Linked DNA regions of Oryctolagus cuniculus: regions 1 and 2 are each linked to region 3. A link is a contact called in public Hi-C data. All regions are on one chromosome and are shown on one strand. The core of a region is the stretch at or near the end of the contact, and the rest is flanking DNA. Distances in the headings are between cores, read along the strand shown. Region 1 has its middle 350 kb from the start of LAMA4. Region 2 has its middle 590 kb from the start of LAMA4. Region 3 overlaps LOC108177460 (a long non-coding RNA gene).

Region 1 (2,700 bases), core at 64-2,563, 1.5 Mb before region 3:
TGTATTTTAGTTCTTCTGTTTAGAATAGATTGGGAGGTAGTCAGTGCTACCTGACCTAAAGTAAGAAGCATCTAGAAAATGAAAGATAATGAGCTGTGTTTTTAGATAGGATTGGAGTTGAATTTTAGCTTTTTTAGTGGTATAAACCTGGGAAATATAACATCCTTTAGAGACTCTCTTTTCTTAATTGTAAAGTGAGGATGGTAGCAATGAACTTTCTAGGAATCTGTGGGCATTAAGTTGGATAACATGAGCATGCTGCCTATTATATTCAACACAGCAAGTAGAGGTGCCTTTCTTTCCTGTGCATTTACCAGTTGTGTCTCACAATTTTGCCAAATGGTTCATCTTATTCTTTCAGTAGTCAACAAATATGGAGTGAGAATCTGCTGTGTATAGGCTCTATGGTGGGTGCTGGGAATATTATGTGGAAAAGGCAAATAGAGCCACCACCCTTGAGTTATAGACTAGTGTACGTTATGATCCATGTTTTTTACTACTAAAATCATCAGGCAGTGTTTTCAGTTTCACTCCTGTGAAATCAAGTCTATATTTTTTCAGGATTCTTCTACTGAATGCTAATTTGTGTTAAAATCTGATCTCCAATAAAAGGGTTTTTCTTCGGTAGTAATGTGTTTACTTCTAGAAAATTGAAGAAAAATTAGCCCTTATTTGTTGCCTCTTCTTAGTGTCATTACTCTTTATATCGAGTCATAATAATGATAGTTTCAATTAGATAAATAATGTAGCTTTTGTATAGTCTTATTCCTTAGGTATAATGTACTGCTTTGTGAGAGAAGAAATATTATTGTTAGGATTGTGAATAACAGTTTCACATTCAAGACATCTATCTGTCTTTGAAACTAAGAGAAATAAATAAAAGCTTTTTTTCCCTCATATGAACTTGACTTACATGCATAACGATAAGGAAGTAATCTATACAAAGTTCTATTGTAGTCATCTCATAGTATTTTATTCTAAAGGTAGAAGACAATGTATACAACAAGAAGAATTCAATATACTTACATATTTAAAATGGAAATAATAAGATAAATATATATTCCCAAAGTGATCTTTAATGCTCTGAAAAGTTACTACAAGAGGACGTCAGATTTTTCGGAATATACGTGCCGCTTTGGATCACGTCACAGCTCCATAACAAACAGTTATTCAGCATAAACTGGCCCTGTAGAAGCTGCTCTGCCCTTCCCCCTCCATTTTCACTTTTCATGCTCCCATCCTCCCTTGGGAAGATGCATGCTGCTCCATTTGTGCTCAGCACCAGCATTGCCATGGAAACTTGCCTCCTTTTCTTCCCCCTCCTCAGTTACCAAGTACAGCTTCTGGACTCAGTGCCAAGACCTCCTCTGTACAGCCTCAATATTCTTTCAATGTTTAGACAAATCTGTTGGAAAATGTTCTTTACATTGTTTTTTTTCACAGTGCTATAGCTGCAGTTTTGTGCTAACCATCTCCATGGATCTACCCACGTTCTATCCCTCTTTCTTCATCATAGCTTAAAAAAATTGTATTTTTTGGTTTGATATTTAATAGGGTATAAAAGGTAATTCAGGATCACAGAGATTACATCCTTATCATCAGTTTCATCAAGTCCTTAATTAAAAAATTTGTATACCTAATTTCTGGGCATTTCTGTTTTTCAAAAATGACAGCATTAAAACTTGTTGCAAAAATGTCCTAACAGTTATTTAAATTAGTTCTCATATCTTAAAAGTCTGTTAAAACATATCTATAAACCTTAAGTTATTCCAGTCAGCATGATTCAGATGTTCATATAATCTATTGGAATCTCCCACTATTACAGAGGAATTAGGTAGTACATTTTATGAAGACTTGCAAAGTATCATTTATGATTTAATTAGTCATTGCAATATTTTATGCTGGCACAAAAAGTTATGAATATGAAATGAATTTCTGTCCTTTTCCCCATTTTAAAATGTCAATTTTGCTTATAAATTTTTAAAACATTGAAGAATAGGCTTAGCAAAGTATTTATTTATTTAAAATTTTTTTAGAAATAAACTGTATAACCATCCTGGCTCTCCCATATATGCTGACATTGCTATATTTTTCCTTGTAAACATTTATATTTAAAAATTTAAAGATCTCTTATTTGGAAAAAAAATACCTCTAATCAACAGAAGAGGGAGCAATTTTTCCTCATTTTTAACAATGCGGGGTTGTTGTTTTAGTTCTCTTTTCACTCTGTTTTTTTTTCTAAATGTAAACCTGCTCTCTCATAATCTCTACTGCTGATTTTCTTTCCTTTCTATTTTTTCTGGGAGGAGGGGTGTCTGGAGCAAGACCACCCATTTCGATCAAGGAAACAAAGGTTAAATTCTTTCTGGTTTGATACTTTCTCTTAGGATATAGTTAAATATTAGAAATCTTTGTCCTCTACTGTATATTTTTACTTGCAACAATGCTTTTAAAAAAATCTACTGAACCAGTTTACAAAGAAGCCCCGGCATTGTGCAGCCAAATGGAGTGATTGTGTGCATTCTCCAGGGTCTGCCTTGTGAGAGACTCTCTCTCTGTTGTTCTCATTCTGAGCTGGGTAGGAACTGTGCACATCTGAATAACAGAGTCTTTTCTGCCTGGTGCAATCCTGGATTGTTACAGTCTAGAGGCCAGCCATGCTGTCACCGGCACAAATTGATTTAACCATCAATTGCTGTG
Region 2 (2,700 bases), core at 120-2,619, 1.2 Mb before region 3:
TTAACTGAACTATACTGTACCAAATTGTCTGAGCATTGGAATTTTAGATATATAGGAATGTGGTCACTTCTTCAAAATGTGAACCGAGGAGCTAAAATACAATCTGTGAGCCCGGTAAAATTGACCTACACATCTAGTATGATAGAGTCAGGAGAAATCCAAGAAACAAGGCATCGCCTTGTTTGCTTGCTCTTGTGTTTATTAGCTAGTGCTTGAGTCACTTAAACTCACTAAGCCTAAATTTCCACATATGCAAAATAAAGGACATAATACATACTCAACATATTTATTGGTAAAGAAACAAAAGACTAAAAAGTTAGGGAGTGCTAGAAAACTTATGTACAAGCTGAATATTAAACTCCTTAGCAATGCATAGCACATGTGTATAAGGGTAGTTCAAGTGTTGGTTCTCTTTCTTTCATCAATAAATTGGTGGACTAATCCATATATCACCAATAGAAGCTTGTGTTTTGATTTTCAGCTTCACTTTATATTAAGTAAGTTCCTAGCCACCGATTTGGCTATGGCCACAGTTTCCCTTCCTTAGGGATTTTGAAATAGGGGACCCTGCTCTTATGACAGAACTTAAAGAGGCCACTCAGTAGAGAGTATTCAGCTGACTTTCATGAAGGAACCATATACACATAGGATTGTGTGCTAGACCAGTTGTTATATGGATAACTGGCTGTGTTCAGACTTTTTAAAAAGATTTATTTTATTTATTGAAAGGCAGAGAGTTACAGAGAAAAAGAGAGGAAGAGATAGAGAGATCTTCCAACCACTGGTCATTCCCCAAATGACCCCAACAAACCAAAAGCTTCATATGGGTCCTCCACATGAGTAATAGGGGCCCAAGCATATGGGTCATCTTGCTGACGCACATTAACAGGGAGCAAGATTGGAAGTGGAACAGCTAGGATTCAAACTCGCATCCATAAGGAATGCTAGCACTGGAGGTAGCAGCTTAACACATTATACTACAATGCTTGCCCTATATTCACTCTTTACTTTTGGCCAGTAGGAACATGTCAGTTGGAACTGATTTTGGTTATACCTATCATATTTGATGTTTTATTTTCCTTACCATGTAATGTCAATGTATTTATTTCTTAGAAATAGAGAGTTAAGCATTTTACTTTCCATTCCCTAAATGGAATCATTTGCTTACCATTGCTTTCTTCACACCCACAAAAAGGGAAAAAATTATACAAACTCTAAATAGGAACAGAATTTCCAGTAAGACATTTAGACTAGCAGTAGATGCTGCTTGGGATGCCTACTTTCCTTTTTGGAATGCCTGGGCTGAAGTCTTGGTTCCAGCTTCTTGCTAGAGCATAACATGCACTCTCAAGGGATCTTTGGATTGGATTTCTGGCTCCTGATTTTGTATTGGTGAAGTTGTGGCTCATGTAGGAACTTGGGGAACGAAGCAGCAGACTATAGTTCAATCTCTCTCTCTCTCCTCCTACACGCCAGCCTCAGACATGTCATAGTTTAAACAATCCCTTGGTTGAATATTTTATCTGTTGACACCTTTTTTAAAATAGATGAATCTGACTTATGTGCTTTAAAACATATTTGTCTGCATTATATCCATAGAGAAATTTCCAAAAGTATAATTTTAGTCAAAATGTATAATTAGTTTTGAGGCTCTTGATTCCTTTGAAGAAGCTGTGTCACAAGTCATAATCCCTCCAACTATGTTAATATCTGTCCTATAACACTATGGAGAATATGAGTAATCATTTAAAAAGAACAACAGAAAAAAACTTGCCAATTGGTGATGGAGCAAGATGGTGACCGAGTGAGATCCTCTATCAATCAATTCTTCACAGAGACCCCAACTATTCACATCCTAATCTACCCTTATAAGAACTGGGGAAACCATGGGAGAGACCACAGTACTTAGTTTTAGTACTATGATATGAAGAAAAGAAGCTTTGAAGAAGGCAGGAAAGAAAGACTTGTTCATGTCATCCTTCTTCTAAAAGTAAAAAGCACAGCATGGAAACAGCCACCTTCTGCCTGAAGGAGGAATGACAATTAAATCCAAGAATTAGATTTGAAACCTAATCCTAGGTCTCCTACAGTGAATTCCATTGCTGGGCACAGCCCCGTGACCCCTGTCCCCAGGCTAGTACTTGTGGACTGAGCCTTGGGAACCACATCCTCTATTAGCTATCTCCCAACCTTGGACAGTATTGCATAGAGGAATACTCTATCCACTGAGGAGTGGGATAGAAAATTCAGCACAAGCCCAGAAGTCACAGGGCACATAGTTACCCAATGGTTTTATAAAGAAGGAAATTAAATGTGCAGCATCTGCCATTTCATCTCTTAAAATCAACCCCACACCAAGAAGAACTTTGTTCAACAGGGACAAGGTAAGCAGAGGACCCCTGCCAGTGCCTACTCATGTCATAAACACTTGAGACAGTTACTTCTGGAAAACTCTGTAGCCCTTCTAGGCTCTGAGCCAATTTCAGAGATCTGCTGGGCTGCCACATCACACAATTGCTGTGGAGAAGTCAAGTCCACATTGTAGCCTTCCCTACACAGGCTCTTGCTTCACAGAGCCATGCTAAGATTACACACATCCAGGGTCCTGTAAAGCACCCAGACACTGTCCCAGCAGCACCAATGATCCTGGCTTACAAAGCAGACAGATGATATGTCCATCCTCCCACAGTACTGGGAAGA
Region 3 (2,701 bases), core at 18-2,517:
TTAATAACGTAATATTTAATACATAATATAATATTATATGAATATATTATATATTAGAGATAATAAAGTTTTTTAAGGATTTATTTATTTATCTTAAAGTCAGAGTTATAGAGAGAGAGGGAGAGACAGAGAGATCTTCCATCTGCTGGTTCACTCCCCAAGTGGGTACAATGGCCAGGGCTGAATCAGGCTGAAGCCAGGAGCCAGGAGTTTCTTCCAGGTCTCCCACATGGGTAGCAGGGGCTCAAGCACGTAGGCCATCTTCTGCTGCTTTCCCAGGCTGTTAATAAGCTGAGTTTTGAGGCAGCCTGTGATGCAGCCAGAACACCCAGTTCTTTCAATTCTGCCCCCAGAAAGTCTGGCTTTCTTAAGCAGGCCTTCATTCCCATGGACCTGCTGAGGCCAAGCTTTCTGTCTGGCTTCTGAGCCAGGATTCACGCCTTTGAGGAAGTTGGTCTTGGAGGTAATATGAGATGTGCTCACAAACAACTAGAAAATAACACAGACAGGAAACATGCCACAGGTCAGAGAGGGAGAGGGAAAAGGAGAGGGAGAGGGAGAGGGAGAGGGAGAGGGAGAGGGAGAGGGAGAGGGAGAGGGAGAGAGATGCGAATTATTCCAGCCCAGCCCAGAGTCAGGGGCTTCAGCAGGAGGTGGTGTTGACCTGGGTCTGCAATGCTGAGTTGCAGCCCGCAGATTTGTTTTGCAGAAACAGCCAGCTACTGAAAAAGTGAAAGGTGATGTGGTGAACAAATATATTCCATGGAAATTATCCCGGAAGTGATGTATAAAGTACATTACATCTCAGACACACTAGATGGGGTGTGCGGTCACTGGGGAGACTGTAAAGAAGCTGTCGGACAATCCAGGGGAGAAGCAGCAAACCCCAGATCCAGACGTGGCAGTGAGGCTGGGGTTAAGGGGAAGTTGACCAAAGTGACACTGCGGGGGCCAACGGGACTCTTCCTGTCCACACAATGATAAAATTATGGCACCAACTCCCCTTTTCCTTGAATAAGTGAAACCAAAATAAATAATTTCTCAGTTTTCGTTTCTGGAAGACAACACGGCTTTTCAAAGAAAGGAGGTTAAAAAAATACTTCATGATCTCGGAGAAAACCGAAAATTAAATCCGTAACTTTAAATAAGTATAATTAGAGGTCACCCTTTCGAGCATTCGTGGCCAGTTCTAATATATTCCGGTTGATTTACAACTTCTGTCGCTTACCCACCCCTCTGGCATTGTTAGTAGTGGAAGAAGCCTCCAAAAACAACGCCACGCCAGAATTAAAAATCCACAGTGCCGCTTGCTGAAACCAGGGCTGCGCCAACTATTTTTTAAGGGAAGAGCTCCCTCTTGTGGTCAAAGTGTTCTTTACCACTTGATCATTCTGCCGTATGTCTATTTAAGAAACTAACGAGTCATGTTCCACTTCCCTTAGAACTGAATTTGCACTTTAAAATTTTTCTTGATTATTACTGAATAGGTTCTTTATCATTAACTATTTTTTTTGACAGGCAGAGTGGACAGTGAGAGAGAGACAGATAGAAAGGTCTTCCTTTGCCGTTGGTTCACCCTCCAATGGCCGCCGCGGCCGGCACCAGCACATCACGCTGATCCGAAGCCAGGAGCCAGGTGCTTCTCCTGGTCTCCCATGCGGGTGCAGGGCCCAAGCACTTGGGCCATCCTCCACTGCACTCCCTGGCCATAGCAGAGAGCTGGCCTGGAAGAGGGGCAACCGGGACAGAATCCGGCGCCCCAACCGGGACTAGAACCCGGTGTGCTGGCGCCGCAAGGCGGAGGATTAGCCTAGTGAGCCACGGCACCGGCCTATCATTAACTATTAATCTCCATATTTACGATTATTATAATTTGTAATTATCAGGGTTTAACAAGGTGTGTATTGAGTTTCAGACTACACCAAAATTTAATTATCACCTAATTAATGCATAAGCTAGTATACTATAAATGTTCCAAGAAAGCTAGGTCTTCATTTATCATTATAAAAAGTCCTCCTTGATGAGCCCATGTCCTCTTAAAATTACTTTAAATCAAAATTATTCCAAAAATGTACATTTCCCATCCAAATGCAGAATGAAGTGTAGAAACGAAGTAAGCTTCATTTAACTTTGCCTTGCAGTCTTTCGTGGGGACTGATGACTGAAAGGTGAGCCCACGCCACAAGTGGAAGCCCCAGGGCTGGTGGAACACCCAGGAGCAGCCCTTCCCTCCACCTGCAGGATCAGGGCTCCCGGACCCACCGCACAGAGGACTCGCCTGCTCAGAGGAGGGAGCCCGGTGGCACTTGAGGGCTGGTGAGGAGTTGGCCATGCAGAGGGCTACAGTGTGCAAAGGTCTAGCGTCACCAGAGCGGTAGCTCAGGTCGGCAGGGGCTCAAGCAGGTGTGGGAGTTTATTCCCCCCACCTGCAGAGGACCTGCCTGAGAGAGCCATTACTGAAGTACTCTGCCTTCAAGACAACATTGAGGCCTCAGGACTGCATCACCACCTGGTCTACTTCTACCTTATTTACTGAGGGAAAATGATCTCCCTGATCGGGGCTGACACCAGTGCTTGAAGCCAAGTTAAGCAATTATAAGCCCAGCTCTGAAAACAGTTATTTGTATGAATCGACACCACTCCCTGCAGGTGGTTTGGAGGCCAGTTTTGATGAAAATGGTAAGCTAGTTTTAGGAGTGGG

Evidence for each region. Hi-C and Micro-C count contacts between places; a contact is called where the count stands out from the background.
Region 1: a Hi-C map of skin fibroblasts shows a contact between it and region 3, with 4 times the contacts expected there. The contact joins two enhancer-like sites. A contact is called at or near these places in 4 of 6 Hi-C or Micro-C datasets (ear pinna, liver, skin fibroblasts and 1 more).
Region 2: a Hi-C map of skin fibroblasts shows a contact between it and region 3, with 3 times the contacts expected there. The contact joins two enhancer-like sites. A contact is called at or near these places in 5 of 6 Hi-C or Micro-C datasets (ear pinna, embryonic fibroblasts, psoas muscle and 2 more).

The regions. Positions count from the first base shown.
Region 1 is chr5:58,966,269-58,968,968 of mOryCun1.1, reverse strand. No RefSeq gene overlaps it. Among named protein-coding and RNA genes, the nearest start is that of LAMA4, 350 kb to the left of the region's middle. Within about 2 kb of position 1,313, at least 2 of the 8 cell types and tissues checked have an H3K27ac peak or open chromatin away from gene starts, as enhancers often do.
Region 2 is chr5:58,724,345-58,727,044 of mOryCun1.1, reverse strand. No RefSeq gene overlaps it. Among named protein-coding and RNA genes, the nearest start is that of LAMA4, 590 kb to the left of the region's middle. Within about 2 kb of position 1,369, at least 1 of the 8 cell types and tissues checked has an H3K27ac peak or open chromatin away from gene starts, as enhancers often do.
Region 3 is chr5:57,504,602-57,507,302 of mOryCun1.1, reverse strand. It overlaps LOC108177460 (a long non-coding RNA gene), which reads left to right. Exons shown (of 4, transcript XR_011388575.1): 4 at 2,142-2,701. Among named protein-coding and RNA genes, the nearest start is that of MARCKS, 63 kb to the left of the region's middle. Within about 2 kb of position 1,267, at least 3 of the 8 cell types and tissues checked have an H3K27ac peak or open chromatin away from gene starts, as enhancers often do.